Linked DNA regions of Sus scrofa: region 2 is linked to region 1. Evidence: chromatin contacts called from public promoter capture Hi-C data. All regions are on one chromosome and are shown on one strand. The core of a region is the stretch at or near the end of the contact, and the rest is flanking DNA. Distances in the headings are between cores, read along the strand shown. Region 1 holds the start of SKIV2L2 (superkiller viralicidic activity 2-like 2). Region 2 holds the start of PLPP1 (phospholipid phosphatase 1).

Region 1 (5,633 bases), core at 641-3,140:
TTAGTATTAGCCATGTTAAATTTGAGATGCTTGCAAAATAGTGTCCAAATAAATGTAGAAATGGCTGACTTGAGCTTGGAATAGAGACCAGGATTGGACATGTTGCTTGAGGAGTCATCTACAAAGGAAAAGACAGAAGAAGTAATGGAAGTAGATAAACTCTCATAGAAGGTCTGTAAAGAGGAAAGCATACTGTCACAGAATGACACTTCGGTAACGGTCACTTTTGGGGGCTGGGGGAATGGGAAACCAAAGAATACAATAAATGGCTATGAGAAAGTTCAAAGAATTCAGAGGAATATCAGGAAAGACAAAGGAAGTCAGAAAGAGGCTGACTCAGAATAAAAACGCCGCAGAATACACAAGGAGAAATTTTTTGTATCTGTAATTGCAGGCATAACTTTGTAGTTAAAAAGTTACAGTAAATTGCAGAGCACAGATTATTATCCACCTTCTAGGTGAAAGTTTGTTACCTGCCTACTTCAGTCTCATCTTCTCCTTAGACAATGCTTACATTCTGAGATCTCAAAGGCCAATGCTCTTTTCTGACTCAAGATCTCTGCACACCGTTTTCCTTATCTCTGCCGGGAATACTATTTCCCCCCTTCTTTATAGAGTTTACACCTATTCACCCTTTGGATCTTAGCTTAACAGTCACTTTCTCAAAGAGACCGTGAATGATCCCTCCTCCTCCTCAGTAAAAACTGGGTTACCCTGTTAAATTCTCTTACTTAGCTTTTCTTTGTGGCACTTATAGAACGATGTCTGTGCGATTACTTCAGGTCTGTGTCCGCCATTAGACGGGCAAGCTCCGGGAGAGATTGCCTATTTTGCTCATCCCATCCCTAACATCGTGCCAGATACAAAGTAGGTTTTAAATAAATATTTGTTGGCTAAACATTTCAATAAGAACTAAGACAAGCTAAGCAGAACAAAATAGTGTATAACTGTTTATCTTTTGAAATCAGCTGTAATAGTGGCCTGCTGATCTGCAGCCAGAACCGGCAATCTCCAAGTTGAGTTATCAAATCAAATGGCACAATAAGCAAAAATGCAATGCTGTGGTAAAGATCGCTGATAATTTTACAACAGGTTATATCCATATTCGGTGTGCAAGTGCTGCAATTCTTATTAAGTACTGATTTTTACATAGCACGTGGAAACACTACATCGTGGCTGAAGAGGTTGAGGAGGAGGTAAATAAATGGGTCTGGCTCCAGGAGGTTAATAACTCCAGACAGTATTCTCTGCATGCGAGTCGCTAGTTTAGATGATGGCTCAAGACTGATCGCTGATGAAACGGGAGCTAATGCAATTTTTACTTAGTTCACAGAATTAGAAAAAGTGGAGGTTAGGTTGGGGGGCGCTACCGTCGGAACTCTGGAGGCCCTAACAGCTTACACTGATCTAAAACAAGGCTGCCTGATACGGAGCCAGCAACTGTGGCTGCGGAAGACAGAAATTTTGAGACCAAGGGTTCGCCCAGGTGCGAAGGCTTCCCCCTAGGGCCAGATCCTGGCGCCCGACAGCTCATACCTTGCTTTACTCGGGGCTCCCTGTTGCTGGCAGCAGCGGCGGGGGGCTGTCTGGCCACAGGCTTCTTGTTTTGGGCCTCCACCGCAGCTCCGGCCTCGGCGGATTTGGCTCTGGAAGCAGACACGGCGGCCCGGACCGCCGCGGCACCCGGAGCCTTGTGTTTCTTGTTCTTGCCGCCCATGTTGCAGCAGTGGCAGAATCACAGCTCTGGTCTGATCCCGATACCACTCCCGCACCGCCTCCAAGGTTTGTTCACATTCCCCCAGTCCCACGCCGCCACCTTGCGTCCTCCATCCGGGCTCCTCCGGCCGGAACGACCGCTGCTTCTCAATTGGCCCGATTCCCCAAGGTCCCGCCTCCTCTCCGCCCCTTTAGGGATCAGCTGCGGGCCGGGAACCGCCGCCGCGCTGCCACTTCAGCTTCGGAGATGCGCGTCCGCTAGTGGTTGGAAAGGAAAAGAAAGGTCCAAAGAGGGAAAAAAGGTCCAAAAGGGAAAAAAGAAGCCTTGAGGGCTGTGCGACTCAACTAATTTTGTCTCCTACGGGCCCCTGTTGCGGCTTCCCTTGGCGTCACCGTCGGCGCGGTTGCGGGGCATCGTGGGTAAGAGCGAGATTTGGTCTCACAACTCCGAAAGATGGCGGACGCTTTCGGGGATGAGCTCTTCAGCGTGTTTGAGGACGACTCGACCACTGCGCCCGGAACCAAAAAAGACAAGGAGAAGGAGAAGGGGAAATGGAAGGGGCCACCAGGGTCTGCAGAAAAGGCCGGGTAAGGAAGATGTCCGAGATGTCTTTTTTTCCCTCTCAGCGCTGAGGGAAGAAAATCGGACACTCTTGAAGACCACGAGAAAGTGGGTGTACGTTAGCAGCGTCGGGAAGTGAAGGGGGTTGAGAGAAATGTTGGAAGTGGGGGAGGAAAGTTGGTTTTGGGAGGCGCGGGTTTTGGCCTTCCCGGGCGGCCGCAGACAGCGTTCCGCTGCATTTCCTTTACCCCCGCGTTGGCGTGACTACCTACACCTGTCTGCGCTGTGGGGTCGTGAGGACAGGTAAGCTGTAAGCTGTTCCTTAGCTTCTGTACTCCTAGCACCGGCACAGTACTGGGCCCAGAGCCTTTAATATTCGAGAAACGAATTGAGTGAAGGGGTAGGGAGTTTCGATAATGTGACTTGGATTGACTTGGAGCGGAAGGGGCAAATAACAACATAAGAGAGAAATTAGTAATGTTCTTGCTCATCATGAGATGATAGGGCCAACCACTAGGGGTTTTGTGAGGGTTAAATGCGATATGTTTAAAGCGCCTAACGGTGCTTTTAGCACATGGTAGATTCTCAAATGCTGGCTTTCTTGGATTTTATTAAGAAAAATATTAAAATTTACTGGTCCTCGAAGCTTGAATTAAAGTAAGGTAACTCATTAATAATGAATAAAGTTTACTCTTGATCTTGAGGGAGATTCCTAAGAGATGCTACGTTAGACATGATTTTGCTCTTAGGGAATTTTTAGTCGAGGTAAGGAGGTAGAACAGATACATACCTTACAGTTAGTAGGAGCTTGAACTACAATGAGCTGTACATATAGTTAAGTGCAATAAAACTTAAGGAAAGAGGAGTTCCCGTCGTGGCTCAGTGGTTAACGAATCTGACTAGAAACCATGAGGTTTGCGGGTTCGACCCACCCCCCCGGTGGGTTAAGGATCCGGCGTTGCGGTGAGCTGTGGTGTAGGTTGCAGACGCAGCTTGGATCCCGCGTTGCTGTGGCTGTAGGCCGGTGGCTACAGCTCCAATTGGACCCCTAGCCTGGGAACCTCCATATGCCGCGGGAGCGGCCCAAGAAATGGCACCAAAAAAAAAAAAAAAAAAAATCCACAACTTCAGGAACGAGATACCTATTTGTGATGTCCAGAGACCCTTCTATACAAGATACTATTCTGGGTTTGAGGAAATGATTCTTTATTGATTACGATTTTTTTTTTTCTTTTTTAGTAGCACAAATTGGGCTAGAAGGAGTGTTTGCTTAGGGACTACAAGATATAAGGCTGAAAATAAATCGGTTTGGGGTTATGAAGAGCCTTGAGTAGCAAGCAGATGAGTTTTGATTTCTTTTTCTTTCTTTCTTTTTTTTCCTCTCTGTCTTTTGTCTTTTTAGGGCCACACCAGCGGCATATGGAGGTTCCCAGGCTAGGGCACTAATCGGAGCTACAGCTGCCGGCCTATGCCAGAGCCACAGTAACGCCAGATCCGAGCCGCGTCTGCGACCTACGCCACAGCTCACGCAACACCGGATCCTTAACCCACTTAGCAAGGTCAGGGATTAAACCTACAACTCATGGTTCTTAGTCGGGTTCGTTTCTGCTGCGCCAAGGTGGGAACTCCTTGATTTCTTTTTTTTTGTCATTTCTCAGGCCACTTCCGCGGCATATGAAGGTTCCCAGGCTAGGGGTCCAATTGGAGCTGTAGCCACCGGACGAAGCCCACAGCCACAGCAACTCGGGATCCGAGATGCGTCTGCAACCTACACCACAGCTTACGGCAACGCCGGATCGTTAACCCACTGAGCAAGGCCAGAGAGCGAACCTGCAACCTCATGGTTACTAGTCGGATTCGTTAACCACTGAACCACGACGGGAACTCCTTGATTTCATTTTTAAAACCCAAGTGAACATGTGTTTTTTTCCTAACTTGGAGGCTGGAAAGAGTGATAGTTTAGGAAAATTAACTTGGTAATGCTTGTCAGTGTGTTGAAAGAGGAAAGACACTGATAGTAAATTAGGAAGTATTTCAGTTATCTAATTACAAGATTGTAAGGACCTCATCTCAGGAGGTGTCAGAAAGAAGGAAAGACATAAAATGTGAAGGAAAAAATTGCTAGGCCTTATTAAGGAGAATAATAGAAAGGTGGTCAAAAGAGATTTTGAATTTAGATGTCAAGGAAAAGAAAAATAGGGAAATTTAGAAGAGATTTTGATTTGGAAATTAATTTGACCTGAGACAAAGTGAAATGATAGTAGTATGCCAATGTTGGGAGTGTCCCTTGGGCAATTTTAATCTAGGTTTGGAGCAATACTGGCACTGAAGGTATATATTTGGATGTTATTTTGAATTAGTACTACTTGAAGTGGAGGTTCCTGTGGGAAAGTATAATTTTCCCACACATAACATAGAGATTAGAGAAAGAGCAGAACAGTCAGGAGTGGGAAATGTCAAGTAAGAATGGAACAAAGAAGAAAAATAGTCTTTCTCTGTCATTGAATTAGAGGGTGTAGCAGTTTTGGAGAACTCAGGGAAAATGAGAAAGGACAGATTATTTTTTTTTTCTGAATAGGAATAATTAATGATTGCTGTAGTTTGATGGGCAACTGTGATGTTATAAAGTAATTTCCCACTGTGGCAGGTACACTGCTTTAAATTTGCTAGGTTAAAGTTCACTTTGCAGTGTCTTAGGGTAAGCTGATTCCACAACCTTCCAAATTTTATTAGGAAACGTGAATGTTAGAGAAGGGAAACAAGAAAATATAGAACATGAGTAATTTGAGGGACTTCATTTACTATAAAGACTTCTAGCTAGGCCTAGACTTCTAGGTATTTTTAGGGAAAAATCCAATTTGCCTGATTCCAACTGTCATAGTACCATAATTATTTGTATTAATGATCACTGTGTATGGCAAGATTTCCATTCAATTTGTATAACACAAGAGGGCAAATCATGGGACTTCAGAGGATCTTGTCCTGTGAATTTAATATTCTAGACCAGGAGATCCCATGATGGCTTAGCAGGTTAAGAACCTGACTAGTATCCATGAAGTTGTGGGTTCGATCCCTGGCCTCATGCGATGGGTTAAGGATCTGGCATTGCTGCAAGTTGCAGCATAGCTCTGATCTGGCTTTGCTGTGGCATAGACTGGCAGGTGCAGCTTGGACACAACCCCTAGCTTGGGAACTTCCATATGCCGCAGGTGTGTCCCTAAAAAGACAAAAGACAAAACAAAACAAAAAAAAAAAAACAAAACACTGTATGCCAACTGGATGCTTTAAAAAAAAAAACCAAAACCTTGTAATATGAGAATTATCTAAGAGAATAATATGAAAAACTCCATGTTCA
Region 2 (5,424 bases), core at 1,382-3,881, 260 kb after region 1:
GACCTACTAAAGGAGAAGTAAGTCATACAGAGAAAGACAAATATTATATGTTATCACCTATATGTGGAATCTAAAATATGATACAAAGGAATTTATTTACAAAACAGACTCACAGAAATAGAAAGCAAATTTATGATTGTCAAAGGGGAAAGGAGGTAGGGGAGGGATAAAGTATGAGTTTGGGATTAGCAGGTACAAACTACTACATAAAAAATAGATAAACTACAAGGTCCTACTGCAGCACACAGGGAACTATACTCAATATCCTATAATAAACCATAATGGAAAAGAATATATATATAACTGAATTACTTTGCTATACACCAGAAACTAACACAACATTGTAAATCAACTATGCTTCAATTTAAAAGAAAGAGAGAAAGAATGAACTTGAGAGAGAGAATTAATATAAAGGAAAAGAGATGGAAACAGAAAAGCTTGTTAAGACATTTGGTGCGAGGCATAGTTCCGAAAACAAAGGACTCCCCAAACCCTTATCTAGCCTCCATGTATGCATGGCTGAGTCCCAGAAGAAAAAGCCCTGTGCATAAAATCCTAAAACATGATTTCTGTGGTTTGAATGTGTCTTCTGAAAATTCGTATGTTGAAATCCTAACGCCCAACATGATGGTATTAGGAGGTTGGGCTCTTGGGGGTGATTAGGTCATAAAATCAGAGCCCTCATGAATGGGATTAAAGCCCTTACCAAAGGCACCCCACCAGTCCTCTAGCCCCTTGTGCCATGTGAGGACAGAGCAAAAAGTCAGCAGTCTGCCACAGAGAAGAGGTCCCTCCCGGAATCCAACCACAATGATACTCTGACCTTAGATTTCCAGCCTCCAGGACTATGACAAATGTCTGTTTTTTATAAGCCATCTAGTCTATGATATTTGTTATAGCAACCTGAATGGACTAGGATGATTACTCTCTTTAAAAACTCCAAGATGGGAGTTCTCGTCGTGGCTCAGTGGTTAACGAATCCAACTAGGAACCATGAAGTGCCGGGTTTGATCCCTGGCCTTGCTCAGTGGGTTAAGGATCTGGCGTTGCCATGAGCTGTGGTGTAGGTTGCAGACGCAGCTCGGATCCTGCATTGCTGTGGCTCTGGTGTAGGCCAGCGGCTATAGCTCTGATTCGACCCCTAACCTGGGAACCTCCATATGCCGTGGGAGCGGCCCAAGAAATGGCAAAAAGACCAAAAAAACCCAAAAAAACTTCAAGATGGAGTTTGTGCTGTGGCACTGTGGGTTAAGAATTCAACTGCGGCAGCTTAGGTTGCTGCTGAGGTGCATGTTTAATCCCTGGCCCAGTGCAGTGGGTTAAAGATCCAGCATTGCTGCAGCTCCCGCTCAGATTCAACCCCTGGCCCGGCAACTTCCATATGCTGTGGGTGTGGCCATAAAAAAATTCTCAAAACAACCTTATAAAACAAACCTTATCTCCATTTACAACAACAACAACAACAACAAACTCCAAGATGCTGGATGAAAGGCAGTCCTGCCTCAGCATTCCATTCATACAGCTACATGAAAGGGCGAGAAGACTTTCTCCCATCTTGTCCCCACCCTTCATGACCTCTAGAACATTCATCTGCACACTGGTACACCGAAAGCCCTGGTGTATCAGAGGTGGTGGCAGTGGCAATGTACCTGGAGGAATTACTGACTGCGCACAGTGGAGGCAGCCTTGAGGCTCCTTCACACAGCTGCCAGGGTAGGGCAGGACTGGGCAGGTGACATCACTGGAGAGGGACAGGATGGGGAAGACAGTGGTAGCAGCCCAAGGTGGTCCCAAACTTTTTGGTGTTTCCAGGTGAGATGCTCTTTGGGGGCTCTCAGAAGGGACATTGATGGGAGACCAGAGGTAAGGACAAAAACAGGATCATCACTATTTGTATACTTAGAGTGTACAGCCTTCTGACTGGCATGGCCTAGGGAAATACAGTCCAACCACTGGTGAAATAAAATGAAAACTAACGAGGTAGCTGAGGAGTGAGCCAAACAAACTCAAAATGGATGACTAAAAGCGCTTCGTTCTTTTGGGATGACTGGTAATCTTATAAAAATTTTTCCATCCCAAGGGTCTTTGCAATTGTGATAACTGATGTAATAAAGCTATGTAGTGGCCTTTCCCATCATAGGTTGCTGTGTTATTCTCACATTTGGGAACGTTCCATTGCTTCAAAAATGAACTTTCCCACAGTTTTCTATCCCATGACGTTTGAGATCATAGATGTAACTAGCAGTCAATGGCAGGAAAAGAAAGCTAATACAATGTGTAATAATCAAAAAATGAAGCAAGTTCAGTTCCATCCAAGATGTTAACACAAAGCCAAAGCAATAGACCTGGTGAGGAGAGCCACACTCTGAGGTCTCCCATCCCGTGAAGGAATTGAGAATGATACTGCTGCTTGGCCTCATGGAAATGAAACCATGTGACCACACTTGCATTTTTTTCTAGGAGAATGAAATCCATGAAGTTCAGGCCAATGCTCTTTTTTGGGGAGATATCATGAGTTATCATTAGATTCATTTTCCATCGAAGAACACTTTCCAACGTTTACAAAAGAAATACAACAAATCTTACCTGATGAATTTCTTGGTATGTGTTGAAGCATGAAAACAGTTCAGGGACTGGTGGAGAGGTGTTGTTTGAGAAGCACCCGAGGAGTCACGATCGAGAAGATGCCATATTCCCTCTGTGTGAGGGGAAAACAGATCAAAGCAACAGTCTTCAAACCCTGGATTCCCGGGGGCCAGACACTACCCTGAAATTATCCTGGGGTGACTGCGGGAGGGGCCACATAGATTCTGCAGCCCCCACAAAAATTAGGCTGAGTTCTTCTCTCTTTTGTGTGTTGCTTCTTGTCTAAAATCTATACCTGAAAGTAGGGATTTGCTGCTAAAGGAAAGGGAGAGTGAGCACAAGAGAGAAAGAGATTGAGATTGAAAACCACTGGGGTTTGCTTGAATCCACATCTGTAAATGCTAAGGTTTCTTAGGAGGTGCCTTCTCCCAGCTGAATCCTGCATGTTAATCACAGGCATAGCAAACTCAGTGGCTGTTTTCCTCACTCACACCGGGGATTCATCTACTCCTGGCTCCCAACACATGGTCTTGGCAATACTTGTCGTGGCTGCTTTGTTTCTGAGCCGAATGCTGGAAAATGAGCAAGGCCCTTGGCTGGATCTGTCACACCAACCCCTGGCTGACCTTCCGAACTGTACATCTCCACATACAGGCGAAGAAAACTCGGGAGCCTTAGAGAGGAGAGGGCTGAACTGCTAGTCCTGTCCAGAACTGAGGAAGCTCTGCTTAGGACAGCTCGGATTAAAAGAGAGTCGGGAAAGAGAAATCAGCAATTCCTATAGGGGCCAGAAAACTCATGGAAATGCCAAAAGATGACAAATCCAGAGGGCCTAGAAATTTGGTCACTTTAGCATTCAGCTCCCTGACCTTTGGAAATGACACATTACAGTACTGAGTCCAAAACTAGCTTTGGTAGCTTTGGGTTTTTTTTTTTTTTCATCTCTGTACTCAGGCATTTTAAGATGCTGTAGAGACGTCTCCTAATGTTTCCCACACATCATAATGGCATAAAACCAAAAGAGGAACAGCAACAGCCAGAAAGAATTACGAAATAGAGAATAGAAGACAAAAGAAAGTGTGTGTGGGGGACATCTGCGGGCTTAATCAGTAACTTAATCTGGTAAAGCAAAATTCAACCAGTTAAGAGCAAACATAACCCAGTTAGGTCCCTGTCTCCTAATGAGGTCTCACCCCAACCTCGGGCTTTTGGGCTTCTCGGCCAACAACAGGCAGACATGTCGGTTCCTGCTGGCTTCAATCCTGTCTGGCCTCTGGAACAACGGCCAAGCACTTGCTCATTCAGCATTTCCCAGTCCTGAGCCTCCGCAGGCCACACGTGGCATTATTGGGAGTTCTTTGCTTATTAGTGGGTCTGGAATTTGCCTGTTGCAACCACATCTGGCCCCCAGATGATGGGATTGACCCAGGTGTGCACTAAGCTGTAGGTTCCCTGCCTATGTTTGTGGTCAGTCTGCCTGCCTTGTCTTTTTGGTTCTTGCTTTTTCACTGGGACTGGGACCTGGTCCAGGGCTGACTGGGACTGCCAAGCCTCCCCTGGTCCCTGCCAGTCTGTTCATGCCATCTTCTCCTTCTTACTGCCATTCATCCCCCACAAGACCACACTACAGTTCTAAACTTGTTTTGAAAAATTTAAACCCTACTGCAAAGTTGAGAAAACAGTATGATGAAGAGTCATGTATTGACAGAACACTGAAAAGCAACTATAATGGAAAAAATAAAAATCATTTTTTTAAAAAAGAGCCGTATATACTTGTGATAGAACATGATGGAGGCAAATGTGAGAAAAAGAATGTATATATATGTATAACTAGGTCATTTTGCTGTCCAGCAGAAATTGACAGAACATTGTAAATCAACTATAATAAATTTTTTTTTAAAAAGATCTATATATACTTCACCTAGGCTTACTAATTGTTAGCATTTTGTCACATTTGTTTTTCTTTCTGTCTCTTCCTATACATGCAGACACACACCCAGACACAAGCACACAATAGTTCTGATGATGTCTTTTATGGCTATATATTTTTTCAGTCTGGCTCCAATCAAGGATCATGCATTGGCACTTAGCTGTCATGTCTCTCTAGTTTTTCGTCAAGAATAGGTCCCTTGCTTTTTTAAAAAAATATGACATTGGTATTTTTGAAGAGTCCAGGATAATCGTTTTGTAAGAGTCCACCACAATTCAGATGTCTGATTATCTCCTCCCTTTTAGGTTCAGTGGGGTTGCAAGGATGTTTTTTTCTGTCCTCCATGCTGCTGCACATGCAGATGTCAGGTAGGAATGCCCTGGAGGTGTGACTGCCTCTTAGGCAGAGGCTGTGCACAGTGCTTACCCGACTTCCTCTGTACAGCACCTCACAGTAACCAGCCCTACCCCCAGTTCTTGCCAGAAGGTGACAAAACAGGGGTGGCCCAGGAATTTTTACTGGGTAGACCTGGGCTCCCAAGGACCTGGTAGGGTTGCTGCCACCAGGCACCACTCTGACAGTTGAGCCCCACCGACTGCTTCAGAGAGGAAACCGCTTAAATGTTTTCCTTGGGCTCCCACTTTGATTTGTCACAGACGAGCTCTCAGATATACTGGGGTCTTAGAACTCCGTCACAGTCCAGTGGGAGTCAGGCTGAGGAAACAAACGGGGCAGATATCCCACAGAAGCAACATCTTAGAAGCTCCATAGGCCCAAAGGCTCTGGTATATAACCTTTGCTATGTGGACAGAGCTTCTGAACTCAAGTGGAATCTCCAGGCAAAGGGCTGCCATGCTGGGCTTCCAAGACAAGGAGGACCATGGAAAGTTGGGACCGGATATCTGGTC

The links. Promoter capture Hi-C pulls out the DNA fragments that hold promoters and counts their contacts.
Region 2: a contact with region 1 is called in a promoter capture Hi-C map of liver, with 2.6 times the contacts expected there. The contact joins the promoter of PLPP1 here to the promoter of SKIV2L2 in region 1. A contact is called at or near these places in 1 of 5 promoter capture datasets (liver) and 1 of 2 datasets of contacts at active chromatin or transcription factors (skeletal muscle).

The regions. Positions count from the first base shown.
Region 1 is chr16:34,476,337-34,481,969 of Sscrofa11.1, forward strand. SKIV2L2 (superkiller viralicidic activity 2-like 2) reads left to right here and starts at 1,891. Exons shown (of 27, transcript XM_003133964.6): 1 at 1,891-2,304. The coding sequence starts at 2,171. DHX29 (ATP-dependent RNA helicase DHX29) reads right to left here and starts at 1,897. Exons shown (of 27, transcript XM_013984775.2): 1 at 1,537-1,897. The coding sequence starts at 1,717.
Region 2 is chr16:34,738,893-34,744,316 of Sscrofa11.1, forward strand. PLPP1 (phospholipid phosphatase 1) reads right to left here and starts at 2,632. Exons shown (of 6, transcript XM_013984779.2): 1 at 2,587-2,632. The coding sequence starts at 2,617. It overlaps SLC38A9 (sodium-coupled neutral amino acid transporter 9), which reads right to left. Exons shown (of 16, transcript XR_002339779.1): 14 at 2,587-2,698.